Regions from separate parts of the Mus musculus genome. Here all the other regions are linked to region 3. The links are chromatin contacts, called in public Hi-C and HiChIP or PLAC-seq maps. All regions are on one chromosome and are shown on one strand. The core of a region is the stretch at or near the end of the contact, and the rest is flanking DNA. Distances in the headings are between cores, read along the strand shown.

Region 1 (4,548 bases), core at 967-3,466, 360 kb after region 3:
ACAAAGACAAAGAAAGTATGACTATTCCTATTACATGGTTAACTGCAGCAGGGTTGGAGTTACTGCAACCTTGCTATTTGCAGTATGGTGGTCAGAAATTGGTGTGAAAACAAAAACAATCTGCTGCCCTTATATCTGTTTCCCAACTTCTCCACATGCTAACAGCCAGGGATGGGAAACCTCAAACCAGCTATGAGTCATGGTGGATAAAATTCCCAATGTCTATATTTGTCTATTGTGGAATAAACTGTCTTTTCTAAATATATGCCTTACCACTTCCCATTACCCAAATTCCACAGCACATATTTCTGCTGGGAAAACAGAACGGAAACCATTTTGTCTACAGAAAGTCTGTGTTCCTGTTTCACTTGGACCTAGAGCTGATCCAAAGACTAAAACTAACAGTCTTAGTGACAGGATAGAAATTGACAAGTACTTGCTATGTTTCCATAAAAGCAAGATTGACACAGTGAAATTAGGAAGGATTGAACACAGTTCAACATTTAGGTTTTAGAAACAACAGCAGTGGTTTTTTAAAGGTGCTTTTGCTCCATATCATGGCATCTAATATTGATCCATGGTTTCTTAAAAGCTGAAAATATTCATTACTTAATGATCATGCATAGTTTTCTGTCAATTATAGACTTAGATAATATCATGTGAGAGGACACTTTTAAATCTGTATTAGGTTGTTGTCTTCTTGGTGCAAATACAGTTTCACTTGCCTTTCCATCCTACCCCCCCACCCCATTTGTGGCACACAGTCAAAAGATCTGTTTATTCACTGAATATATTGGAATATCTGGCTGTAATAATGAAGTATTTTGTATGCATAAAGTAAAAATCTGCATCCTTGTGGGCTGCAATGCTTAGGCACATTAACAAAGCTCTTTCACATTTAGAGATTGCACCAGAGTGTGTCCATTGGACTATGACCAAGGAGGACTGAATGCTTTTAAGCCAACAGCCTACAAGGAATTATTCTATGAAACGGAGTGTTTCTAATCTTGGAGAAAAGGAGCTTTGGGGGAAACGATTGGTGCATTGAAATCCATGAGAAGCTTTTATACAGAACCCAATTAGATTCCTTGTAGCTCTGGACAGAGGAAGCAGAGTCACTGGGTACAGGCAGATTTTGGCTCCAACCATGCAAATAATCTAAAGTAAAATGGACTTGCTCCTAAATAAAGATGCCCATCACCAGAAGAGGTAAAGTCAAACCTGGATCACTATCCTTTTAGAAATGCCATCACAGATGGCAAATTCTCATGAGTGTGTGTGTGTGTGTGTGTGTGTGTGTGTTGGGGCTCTAATCTTCTACCCAATGCTGATCAGCTGATGCTATTGCCCTGCAAGCCACAGCCTCTGGAAACAATTTTATTTTAAGGAGAAGAATTACTTCTTCAGACCATTGTTTTTGGATATTTTCCCATCTGAATACTGTTCCTTTGACCTAACCATAACATTCCACTGAGTGATATTCATACTTGGATTTTGTTGCTGATTTTAGGAAATATGGTGAGCTGTCAGCATTTCTAGGTGGTAAAAGAGGCTACTACACCATCCTGCTCAAATTTCTCTAGTCATTTCCTGTCACACTGCTATCTAAGCATGCCAAATGAGGCAGGGTTCTATGAATTCAACTCCTGTCCACAGATAAGCTTCTTTGTCACAGACCATAACCTCTAGAGGCGAAAATAATGTTCTTTTGGCATCTGCTAGTGTCTTATTTCTCAAGCATAGATTGATTCACTCATTTCTTCAACACAAATTCACTTGCTAATATTTATTGAGCTTAAGTCTAAGCATATAATGCCAAATAGGATGTCCAACCCTCCATGAAATGCCAGATTAGGTCCAAATCATTCCAACACACTGTGACATCCACTTAACATAATTTGTGCAAGATCGTAAAGTAGCTAAAACTGTAAAGCTGCCCATTGTGGGTTGAGTCAAAAGGATTCCACACAGTAAGCCTTGAAGTGAATCTTGAATGATACAGTGCCATATAGTAGTCAGTTACTAAAGGCCATTTTGCATAGAGGAAAAGGGACAACTTCATAGAAGGGTATTATCATAGATGTTTCAGTAAATAAGGATTCAAAAGTTAAAGTCACAGAATTCATTGGGAGTTGACAGGGGCTGGGATGCCCTGAGGAAGTTCAGTGGGTCTGCAGCAGTCCTCTGCTTTGGAGATGTTCTTGGAGAGATACACCATTACAGCAGCCCTATATTCAAATCTCTACTTCTCCCTCTGGGATCTCTTTATGCTCCAGTTTCCTTCACCTGTGGCTTTGAGAGATTTTTTTGAGAGACTCCATCTGGAAAACTCATGCAATGTTGTCCTAATTGCCTTCCCAGTAGAACCTTTCCCCGCAAAACAGTCTTCCTTCAGACGAAAAGAAATTCCTGTTAAGGTAAATTGAAATACAAACCAGGCCTGAAAAACCCCTGTGTAGCTAACAAGACCTTACATGCAATCTTAACTTGGCTTAATTTGCAAACACATACAAATTTTAACTTGAGTTATGTAATGTCAGGACCTATATTAAAGAAAAACATAACTTACACTCAACCAATGTGAAGCAGTCGACTGAGTTATAATAACATAACTAGAAACTTCCCAGAGGGGTAGACTATGTGAATCAAACTTTAGAGTCAATCAAATGTTTTCTTGTGTGGCTTCCATATTCATCTTATAAAAACTTCTCCTCCCCAACCTTCAGGGAACTTCAACTTCTGATTTGGAGTTTCTCAATTCAATAGTTTTTATTTGCTCAGATAACTTCTTTAACATTGTAGCATGGCTCAGTTTACATTTTAAATTCCAAAAGGAAGACATACAATGTAAGTGAGACAAGAAAAAAAAAAACTCATCGCTGAGGTGAGGTATCCAGTATGGATTTAAAAACTACTACTGAGCAGATTAGAGCATTTTGTTCTAAAATAGGTCATCTTAATATGAGAATGACTTGAAATTTGATGTGTCGAGAACTACATATGTTTATTCTTTGACTACATTGATCCTATCAAGATAATTATTACATTTCTTAAATTCTAAAGTAGGTCTTAATTGTAGGATTAAGACTTTGATTTAGACAGCTTCAATTTGTAATTTTAGATTGCTTTATTAATCTTCTAAGGGACTGTGAAAAGAAATAAACAAAAATCCAAGAGAAGGAAGAATGAATGTGTGAACATTACTAAAATCAATATATATTTGATTTCTAAAACATAAGTTTATTGAAGTTCTGGCAAATATGATGAGTGTTTCCTACATATTTCCTTCATATTCATTATGTCCTCTCTCCACTTTAACCACCAAGAGCCTCTTACTTTTTCCAGTGATATTATAAAATGACAAATTTCATTTCATTAAAAGTAGGTAGTGTGCCCAGATGTATGAATGGGGAAGAGAAGATGAGGCCAGGGTTGACCCAGGTGGACAGAGGTGGATGCAGAGGACCAGAACTGCTGAGAATAAAGAATAAATTATTGAGAGCTTGCCTGAACTGCCATTTGAAGTATGAGGAATATCATGGAAGAGGACTGGAAAGAATACAAAAGTCAGAAGATAGGGGGAAAATGTGTAAAGTGCCATCCATTTTAAAAATGACGCAATCATGAATCTTGAACTCATAGGAGCTGCTGTTACCTACACTGGGCCTGTGCAAGTGTGGTCCTGTCAACAATTAGTTATATTGGGGGGGGATATATATGGCTACTAAAAGATTCTGGGAAAGATAGACTCACTGTCTACAGTTGTGTATCTGCTGGTGAGCTCATCAGACTGCAAAGGATAATTTTTCTTAATTCTTTTTTTTATTAGATATTTTCTTTATATACATTTCAAATGCTATCCCAAAAGTTCCCTATACCCTCTTTCTGCCCTGCTCCACTACCCACCGACTCTCGCATCTTGGCCCTGGCATTCCCCTGTACTGGGGCATATAAAGTTTGCAATAGCAAGGGACCTCTCTTGTCAGTGATGGCCAACTAGGCCATCTTCTGCTACATATGCAGCTAGATATATGAGCTCTGGGGGTACTGGTTAGTTCATATTGTTGTTCCACCTATAGGGTTGCAGACCCCTTCAGCTCCTTGGGTGCTTTCTCTAGCTTCTCCATTGGGGGTCCTACAATTGAGTACTACTCAGCTATTAAAAACAATGGATTTATGAAATTCTTGGACAAATGGATGTATCTGGAGGATATCATCCTTAGTGGGGTAACCCAATCACAAAAGAAGTCATTAGATATGCACTTACTGATAAGTGGATATAAGCCCAGAAACATAGAGCACCCAATATACAATTTGCAAAACACAAGAAAATCAAGAAGAGGAAAGACCAATGGGTGGATACTTCATTCCTCCTTAGACTAGGGAACAAAATACCCATGAAAGGAGTTCCAGAGACAAAGTTTGGAGCTAAGACGAAAGGATGAAATATCCAGAGAATACTCCACCCGGGAATCCATCCCATAATCAGCCACCAAACCCAGACACTATTGCATATGCCAGAAAGATTTTACTGAAGGGACCCTGTTA
Region 2 (4,865 bases), core at 2,361-4,860, 350 kb before region 3:
ACAGGAGTATTGTTAATCCATAAAATGAATAACTTGCTGTTAGACGGCTGAATACGGCTACGCTTCCTGGCTAATTGCATTCTAATTGGCTGTAGTTACAAGTACTTTATTTAAAAAAAAAAAAAAAACTTTTTCCAAGAAGATTTGTAAGAACTGCTCCTCAGGATAAAGAATGGTATTACCACACGCTTATATAATTTTGTGCTAACATTCATAGTGTGCAAAGATTATGTAGGTTTTTTTTCTTCCTTATTTGTATTGTGTATAGTCATCTGATTCAAAGTAATTCTCAAAGAAAGAGTTAAAACATCTCTTACGCTTGGTAAAATACATTTGGATATAGGTGCACATAAATAAACGAAAAGGTTAGCAAGAGTTCGAAGCAGGAAAATGTTCAAGTAAAAGATTTTAGAGTATGCTTACTAATCTAAAAATATGCCTTATACTGGACAAGTGTGACAGCATAAGTGTGGCTTGGTTTTCGTGTAACATTAGTTTTGTATTGATGACTTGGAAGTCTATTAGAATGAAAATCATCTGCTGCTGTCATTCATGTCTGCGGCCACTCTTCTTGAGAGGTGAGCACTCAGAAGCCACTTATTGACCAGGTTCGAGACTCTTGGTTAAGCACTTCTCACTGCAAAAAGGATGCTTTTCCCACCAAGGCTGAGAACAGCAGAAATCTATGGATGAAAACATAAATATTTAAAAGGCAATTTGACCACATGCCTACTTGTCAAAACAACAGTAGTAGATTTAAAGGATGTCCTATGACCTTCCCAGCCATGAGCTTCTGTCCACGTTTTTACAGTATCAGACAGGAATCCCCTTTTGTAGAGCCAGCCGCTGGTTACTCCCACAATCACCATGCCACTGTTGCACCTGGCGGGATGGTTATATTGTAGCACACAGCCTCCAGCACCAGGGAAGGCCACTGATGTCTTCACACTCCCAGCAGCCTGCATAGCACTTTTCAGAAAATTGAAAACAAATAAGGAGAGAGGAAGTCATTGTCTAGCTCTGCTAAACAACCAAGCACACCTGCAACATCACATACTGTAACATCTTGAGAGATCTCTGGTGCCAAGGGCCAGTCTCAGCATGGAGAGGGGCTCTGAGGAAAGAAAGGGGTGTTTAGAAACAAACGACTGAAAGTCAAATCGTGAGTCCAAGCGGGTGGTCATGTTCTGTTCAAGATGGCTCCCTAGCTAGTTTTCTATAGGTAGCTCTTGACTCTGTAGTCTGTTTGAGACAGCTTTTCAGGCTACTCTGTGTTCTGCTCTGGTTGAGACAGCTAGCTTCCTGCTTGAGACAGCTCTCTCTGGTTGAGACAGCTAGCTCTCATAGTAAAAATTCTAAAAACTCTCTGGATAGCTCATGGGTTTTCTAACCAAAGTCAGAAAAACTGCTATAAACTTTTTTTTTTCCGGATCTTCTGACCAAATCAGAAGACCTGTTAGAATAATTCTGAAAGTAATTATTGAGTTTTCTGATCAAAATCAGAAAGCCAGAAAAGAAAAAAAAAAAAAAAATCTAAGAGAACTGTGATAGCTGTCTAAGTAATTCTTGGGATTTCTGACATACTGTTAGAAAAAGTTTAAAAGAGCCATGAAAAATTCTAAAAGAGCTGCATTTGCCCTCTGTGGGTTTTCTGACCAAAATCAGAAATCCTGTTAGGAAAAAAAAATTCTTGAGGAACTGTTTTTGCTCTCCAGAGATCTCCAGATAGTTCAGCTCTCGATAGAGAAAAAAATTCTAAAAAAAAAAATTCTAAAAAAAAAAAACATGTATTACTATTTCCTGCTAGTTTATCTCCTGCAGAACAAAAGCCCTGTTTTTTATTTGCATATCAAATTCAGTCATTTATTCCAGGTTCCTTTTGATTGTCCTATGGTTCAGCCCTTTGATTCTTAGGAGACAGCAAGCACATTTTTTTTTTTTTAACATTGCAAACGAATTCCAAGATCTGCCTTTCTTGGTTAAGCACAGATAATAAACTAGGCAGGTGGGACCCTACCCTGAAATTACCATTCTGAGCACACCTGAGCCTAAATTTGTTCTGTCCCGGGCTGACCTTGAACATGGGAATTTGCCTACACTTGTACCATTCTGTCTTTGTATCTTTCTGACAAGCTGGCTCACAGTGCAGCTGCCTCTGTTCTTATAGATCTATGAAGCTCCTTAAACAATTCATATTGCATCCTTATATTTATGCATAGTTGAGAAATTATATATTTTCAAACTCAGGTTTTTTATGCTTCTTTTCCACAGCCTTAAGGGCTGTCCTGAAGGGTCCCAGTGTTTGCCATTTTGTTGTTTGCCATAGACTCACCGTCTATGATTATCATGGAGTCATTAACATTAGCAGGGAGGGCATTACTTGGAGGAACATGAAAATATGTACATTATTATACAAATAAGTCTTACACCCATAGCAGCCACTGGTAGAGGTCCGTGCCCTGTTGTCCCTATCCCAGGGATAGAAGCCATGCCATTCCATCCCCACTAAATCCATACTGGACTCAGCACTCTAGGGTCTCTTTGACCAGTAACTAATAGGGAGGTAACCTATGTCAGAAATGAAATTTCATAACATTGAAATTTAATAGTCTGTGTCTTCTGGGAGCAGTATTGTTCAACCATGCAGGGTACTTGAGCATTATTTCCACACTCTTCTATACCTCAATTTCTTCACACCGCACCAGGGATAATAGACATACTATGTTTGTAAATTAAAAATGAATCCTTAACACTGTAACTAGACTAGTTCCTGGGATACAGTATACACTCAAGAAACATCCTTTACACTACATAACTTGAATGCTTATATTGATTATTCTGGGAGCCTGGGTGTACCCAATTTACAGATGAGAAATCTGAGGCCTGTTAAGAGTTCAACTCTAGAGCTGCTCTCGTTTAATAGGCCAATCAGGCAGAAGCAAAGGTGCTTGGTATTCCAATCAACCTGTGCAGTTTCACTGGAAGGGAACCCCAAATTTCTATGTAATGTCTTACCGAAACCGATGAAATATGTTACAGAGTGCCAACGCTGAGATTAGGAGCCACTGCTCTGAATAAGGTTATGTGGAAGGGAGCCTGCAGGCTGCTGTTTCATAATTTTTAACATCTCATCCTTAAAATAAAAAAAAATCACTTAAATACTGCCACAAATAATACTAGAAAGGTGGGGGAGTGTATTTATTTTTTAATGGTTAATTTTTAATACGATGCTTTTCTATATTGCAGGAGAAAGGTTTTCAGAAGTCAGCCCTCTAGCTGCCTTGTAGCCTAGAGGCAATGTGAATAAATGATGTCTCATTTTGTATGGGGCCTCAGAATATGTGTTCTTCCCTTCCTGTCCCAGGAGGAAGAGGACATTGCTAGTCCTAATACCAACGCTGAAGTTTATCATCATCTTTTTTTTTTTTTCCCTTCCATTTCTGGCTGTTGCTGTTATAATGTTACTGGAAGGGCTCCAAAGCCACACACAGAGTGTGCGTCATGCATCTATGACATTATCTTTCGTGGAGTCAGAAAAGAAACTTACTCCCTCTGAGAGGGAGAGGAGCGGTTGAGAAGCCCTATACAGCTAGGGACCAACAACCTAGGAGCAGAAGCAGGAAAAGGAGACTTGTCTAACATGTGACAGAACGACTGACTCATGGGTAAACACTGTGAAACTAAACTATGGTGACTTAAGGAGTACAACGACTACTTTGAAAAAGAGCAGAAATTCACCCATCTCTGAGCCCAGGGAACAACCGTTCCTGAAGCCGTCCCCAGCACTGACCACTACTGTGTGCTTAAGAAAGGGAGGGGGATGGGGAGAGGCCTTGTAAGGAGAGAGGAGTGGGAGGGGAGAGACTACATCGGGATGCAAAGGGAATAAATAAATAAATAAAGAAATAAGGGAAAAAGAAGCGCCCAGAGGAAATTGAGAATCCACGAGAAGATCCCAGAGTCAACTAACCTGGATCCTTGGAGGTTCCCAGACACTGAACCACCGACCAAAGAGCATACAAAGGCTAGAAGACCCACCTCTTCCCCCAACCTTCCACCCTCTCCCCTACCCCCACCCCGCCTCCCACACAGGTGTAGCAGATGTGCAACTTGGTCGTCGTGTGGGTCTCTAACAATTGGAGCAGGGGCTACCCCGACTCTGTTGCCTGCCTGTGGATCCTGTTCTCCTGCCTGTGGATCCTGTTCTCCTAACTGGGCTGCCTTGTTCTGGCCTCAGTGGGAGAGGATGTGCCTAGTGATGTGATATGCCTGGGTGGGTTGGTACTCAGGAGGGGAACCTCCCCCTTCTCAGTGGAGAAGGGGAGGGGGAGGGGGGGAAAGCTGGGGAGGGGGGGGAAGCTGGGGAGGGGGCACTGGGAAGAGGCATGGGGACGTTCCTTCGGGATGTAAAGTGAATAAAATGTAAATTAACGGTGGAAAAACAAAGTCAAACTAAAAACAAAAGCAAAACCAGAACACTCTTTTCTTTTTCTCCTTCCCAAATCCTTGTTCCCCAGCGCTCTAAGGTCTTGCTCCCGCTGCCCTGCTGTGCAAACGCCTCGATGCTTTGTTCTCTTTGGGTATTGCCTTCCTTGCCCTGCCTCTGCCTTTTCTCTTTAATTTTGCCCTCCTTGCATCCTCTAATTCCTCCTTTATGTTGTTTGGTGTGTTTTCCGTTTGTCCCCTTTCACTTTGAAGAACTTTTAGTGTCCTCCGTGGAAGTTTCTCTTTGCCCAGTTAGGCAGCCCAGAAGACTCCTGGGTTTCGTGCTTACTCAGCTAAAAGCTCTAGCTAGGCTTGCAGATGGACCCACCAGGAAGCTGCCTAGTGGGGATGATCTTGCAGCACATAGCTGTAGCCAGACA
Region 3 (4,655 bases), core at 1,183-3,682:
ATGCTAGGAACTAAACTCAGGTCCGCTGCAAGAGCAGCAAGTGTCCGTAACTGTGGAGCCCAATCACCGTTGTTATTAACATGAGTAAGACTTTTCTTTCACACAGTAAAGGGAGAGGCAAGAAGTCCATTAATTCTTTCAACTGCAGAAATGAGGTCGGTTCTCTGATTCTGGATTAATTGACACACAGATAAAATGTGGGTGGGGTGGGAGAGGCTCAGTTTAATTCTTTTCCAAGACTTGACTCATACCCATAGGATACATATCTACAGTGAATTGTCAAGAGAGAGGAACCAGCCATGGGACAGCATGGTTGGCCAGCCCAGAAGTACCTACAGATGATTGGCAGCCTAGGAGAGGCACCAATATGATGAGGCTGTTTCTTGAGGTTAGGATGTGGTTTCCTGGTCCTGCTGCTGAATACACTCTGCAAAGACATCCTTGGAGCTTGTGGCTTCTTCAGGGAGGTATGTTAGCTGATCAGATTGTCCTCTGTTGTGGCTTTGGAAGAACAACTGGGTAAAGTTACTATGTTTTAAAAAGACACATTTGTTGGTCTAACTACCAGTTCCATAACCACACCCCCAGTTTGGAACACTAATTCATTTAATTTCTAATTTAAACTCATGTTATTGCTTTCAGTAAACTATGCCTGGAGACAAGAAAATTACCAGAGCATTTACCACCCTCCCTGCTCCCAAAATGTTTCAGTGACAGAGATCTGCTGCTGAATTAGCACATGACTTTAGAGAAACCACAAGAGTCTGAACATACTAATTTTTTCATTAAACTTTCAGAGAGCTCAACTTAAGTTTTTAAACAGCGGCTTTCATACACTATTAAATTCTCTGCCATAAGCAACTTTTAGAATAGGGATGAAAGCTAATTATAGAAACCCTTTGCCGAAGTTGTTTCTATTTACATCTTTAAAGTCACAGAAGCAACAATCTGCCTTCTTGGGCTTCCTAGGAAGTCAGCATCTTCCTGAGTTCTGCGTTCTTTGAAGTTGCCTTTACATCTCCTCCTTGAAAATGCATTGTGATGGAATATTCCTAGCTCAAGGACAATTTCCCACGTACTCAAGACACTTGTACTCAGAGTAGATGGAAGATCAAACTGGTAAATACACACACAGCATATCTGTGATTTCGTCTGCATGTGTTTAATGTTTGTGGTAATGGATTCATCAGTAGCCACAAAAACATGGAGGAAACATAGTAAGGACCATGAACAAGCTATAGAATATTCTTTTCTACCGCCAAACTTAAGGTGTAACTTTGGGGTTTGTGCTCAATTAATAGAAACTCGTGAAGAAATAGGAACCGTTCAGAATGTTAATTCTTAAGATTTCACAAAGCCTAGCTAAGCAGCGCGCTTTGGTTTCGCAATCAGAAAATGTTGTAGACTGTGCTATCCTATGGCAACTGACTTAGCTGCCTGAGAGGGCTGGCTGATTCTGAAAGCAATCCTCAGCAGCCCTGTAAGACACACCCAGCTGACCCAGAATTAATCAGTACCCACCTACAGCACCACTCTCAGACTTGGCTTCATGTTAGAGTCACCTGGAGAGCCTTTAACAGTGCTGATGCCAGGTAATTAAATCAGACCAATTAAATGAAAGTCCCTCTGGGTGAGGCCTAGCTATCGGCAGCTTTTAAAGTCTCCCAGGTGATTATCCTGGGCAGTGCCGGTTGTAAAAGCACACTCCTTATCTAGACCACATCCAGAAGGTTCCAATTACCTGGGCATTTCCCTTATTCAGGTCACCCAGAGTGAGGTCAGAGGCCTCAAAATTTCTGTTAGAGAGAGAGAGAGAGAGAGAGAGAGAGAGAGAGAGAGAGAGAGAGAGAGAGAGAGAGAGAGAGAGAGAGAGAGAGAGAAAGAGAGAGAGAAAACAAAGAAAAATGGCCACTTTTGAAAACAAATTATAAAATGTTTAGACTATTAAAGATGTCTAAGTTCATGAATTCTACCTCATAAGCAACTGAAGCATGTCTCTCTAAAGTGAAATTCTATTCATGGTTTAAAGCAGTGGTTCTCAGCCTTTCTAATGCCATGGCCCTTTAATACAGTTCCTCCTGTGGTGACCCCCCAGCCATAAAAATTACTTTCATTGCTCCTTTATAACTGTCATTTTGCTACTGTTATGAATCATAATGTAAATATTTTTGGAGATAGAGATTGGCCAAAGGGACTGCAACACTCATGTTGAGAATTACTGGTTTAAAGAACCAGTACATCAGAGGGTTTGGTTCTCAGTGCTTTTGGAATTGAGGAAAATGTGTTTTTATGTATTTTGTGAGTATAGAACCATTACTGTAGTTATTGAAGATAGGTGGTAATTAACACGTGGTAGCAGTGACTCAGGGCTTTTCTGAGTGTTCTACTTGTGACCTCACTGGCTCCTCATAACAACCAAATAAGGTAACAATTGTGTTTATTGTATTCTCAGCAAGGAGTCTCAGCAGGGTAAGGACTGAGTCACCACCCTGAAGCGATATATGTGAGTGACCTGTGAGAATAAGATGCAATCCAGTTATAAGCATTCTGCGTCCAAATTAGTCCCTAGCACAGGTTAGAAAGGACATGGATACTTGCAATCTATAGCCCTAAGGAGGATCCTAGTTAGCAAATCTTCACCAGGAACTTGTCTTAAGAAATGTTTAAGGAAGATATAGAAGACAAAAATAACGGAATGTTGACAAAAACTGGAAAACAAGTTGAAAGTCTATAAATCAGAGGGATGGTTAAGTTAGCCACAACACAGACATACAAAATGGCCATATATTCCCATAGAAACCATTGTGTAAGTAATGGTTAACCCTTTTCATACCACATCCCCCAAAGAGAACCAGAGTGAGTTTCTCCTTGCCTTATCACAGTATTTATAAGCAGTCAAACTGGCTGAGGCAACTGGTCTACAAGGTGGAGGCATGGGACTGCCTAGCCACAGCAAGAGCTGAAGAGATCAATATTGTGACACGCCTTTCATCAATTATCAGGAAATTGTCATGGACAAAAATATTGTCTGTCAGAAGAAAATGAAAAGGAAGCTACACAGCATACTCTGGCCATATAACTCCATCTGTAGATGTTTTGTGGTTATTTGAGGAACTACAACATAGCATGGCGCCTATACTCATTGGTAAATGGCCACTCCACAGAGAGCTCTTCCGTTATTAAATGTCACAGTCTGGCAACTCTGGATGATGTCAAGTTGAAGGAACGACAGAGTGAAACCTAACAAGGGTCTGAGCTGGTGGGTAAGTGCAGGGGAATTATTCTTGAAGCTTTTCTCCAGCTTCAATAAGCCACCTAAGCATTGTATATGCTTTTGGTGAGATCCATTTATATATATGGTTCCATATATATATAAATATATTTCCTGGAAGGGCACCCAGAACAAGGATTAATGTTTATTTGATATGTTTTTGGATTTCCTGCTCACCTGCTCTGAGGGAATATAGATCATAAATAGGAAAAAAAAAGATCAATAATAGTTTTAGAAATGATTTTATGACTGTGATTAATTTTAGTCCTTAAATGTTAATTTTTTTTTCACAGACCTGTCTTGGGATTTCTAAGCAGCAGAGAGGTCCTAGGTGCTAGACAAAACTCCCTTTCCATTGTGACTAAAATAATATTGTATATTGCCATAACAGTCTAAAAGTAAAGAGACTCCTATTTATTTTTCAGATACCACATTTTTATATAGGACCCAGAGAGACTGGAAGGCTCTTAGTGATAAAGCTGAGATGAACTTTTAAAGTCAGATCATTTTAATTTGAATGCTGGAAAGACATGAAGCAGCTTCTACCTTTAGGTCACAGACCAAGGTCTCCCAGGAGCACATGGCTAGCTTTACACAGGCTCAAATCCAATGGCTCTTCAGACATCTGGTATGGCCAGTGCTTCTGGGAGCCAGGGTCAGTACTGTTGTCACCAGGTCAGAGTATCCAGTTGTTTGCCTGAGAGATGCAATTTGGTATAGTTCAAGGGTGCTCAAAATGTTCTCTCTATCCAATCATAAACTCTGCCTGTCCCAAGGAAGTGCTACTTCCTGAGTGCCTGGTTACAACTTTATTTCGATCAGAAAGACCACGTTCATATTATTATGAGACTTTAACTCTAGTTCATAGCAAAAACCCTAGCCATTCTTGATCTACTAAATAACTGGGAGTGAAGAAAACTACTTATTCACTTTACCGCAGTGGTTGAGGTCAAATGCTGAAACCGGCACTGTTTCCTGTCTTTGAGTCCCCTTTGCTTGAGGCTCTGCTGCTTAGAGGCTGCATACTGTACTGTGTGTGTGTGTGTGTGTGTGTACCATAGACATACACAAGTTGCAGAAGTACCCAGACTAAAAGTAGACACGCAACATATAACACAAATGACTTTCAGGAGCCACTCTGTTTGGCTTGGCTGCTTTCATGAGTCCATTTCTAGACCCAGAAATTATGACCAACAGGGAAAATAATTATATTTGGCCTCTTTTAATTGTGTTAGACAGGGTGAACATGAAATTGAGTACGTAAAATTTCCTGATGCCATGAGGTGCCATCATGAACGTGTTTTCCCGAACGATGAAAAGCTCTTAGCAAGCAATGCCAGAAATACCTTTACAGGAACATATGAGGGAGCCGGAGACAACAGAT

What was found. Hi-C and Micro-C count contacts between places; a contact is called where the count stands out from the background. HiChIP or PLAC-seq counts read pairs in DNA pulled down with a chosen protein or histone mark.
Region 1: a contact with region 3 is called in a Hi-C map of tail fibroblasts, with 2.1 times the contacts expected there. The contact joins two enhancer-like sites. A contact is called at or near these places in 1 of 484 Hi-C or Micro-C datasets (tail fibroblasts) and 2 of 115 datasets of contacts at active chromatin or transcription factors (embryonic fibroblasts and pancreatic cancer cells).
Region 2: a contact with region 3 is called in an HNF4G HiChIP or PLAC-seq map of pancreatic cancer cells. The contact joins two enhancer-like sites. A contact is called at or near these places in 1 of 115 datasets of contacts at active chromatin or transcription factors (pancreatic cancer cells) and 1 of 9 other capture datasets (embryonic stem cells).

The regions. Positions count from the first base shown.
Region 1 is chr8:44,090,674-44,095,221 of GRCm38.p6, reverse strand. No RefSeq gene overlaps it. Among named protein-coding and RNA genes, the nearest start is that of Gm45488, 390 kb to the right of the region's middle. Within about 2 kb of position 2,216, at least 29 of the 459 cell types and tissues checked have an H3K27ac peak or open chromatin away from gene starts, as enhancers often do. A contact at or near this core is called in tail fibroblasts, where this site is marked.
Region 2 is chr8:44,804,291-44,809,155 of GRCm38.p6, reverse strand. No RefSeq gene overlaps it. Among named protein-coding and RNA genes, the nearest start is that of Gm30397, 40 kb to the right of the region's middle. Within about 2 kb of position 3,610, at least 32 of the 459 cell types and tissues checked have an H3K27ac peak or open chromatin away from gene starts, as enhancers often do. A contact at or near this core is called in pancreatic cancer cells, where this site is marked.
Region 3 is chr8:44,453,383-44,458,037 of GRCm38.p6, reverse strand. No RefSeq gene overlaps it. Among named protein-coding and RNA genes, the nearest start is that of Gm30397, 310 kb to the left of the region's middle. Within about 2 kb of position 2,432, at least 49 of the 459 cell types and tissues checked have an H3K27ac peak or open chromatin away from gene starts, as enhancers often do. A contact at or near this core is called in pancreatic cancer cells and tail fibroblasts, where this site is marked.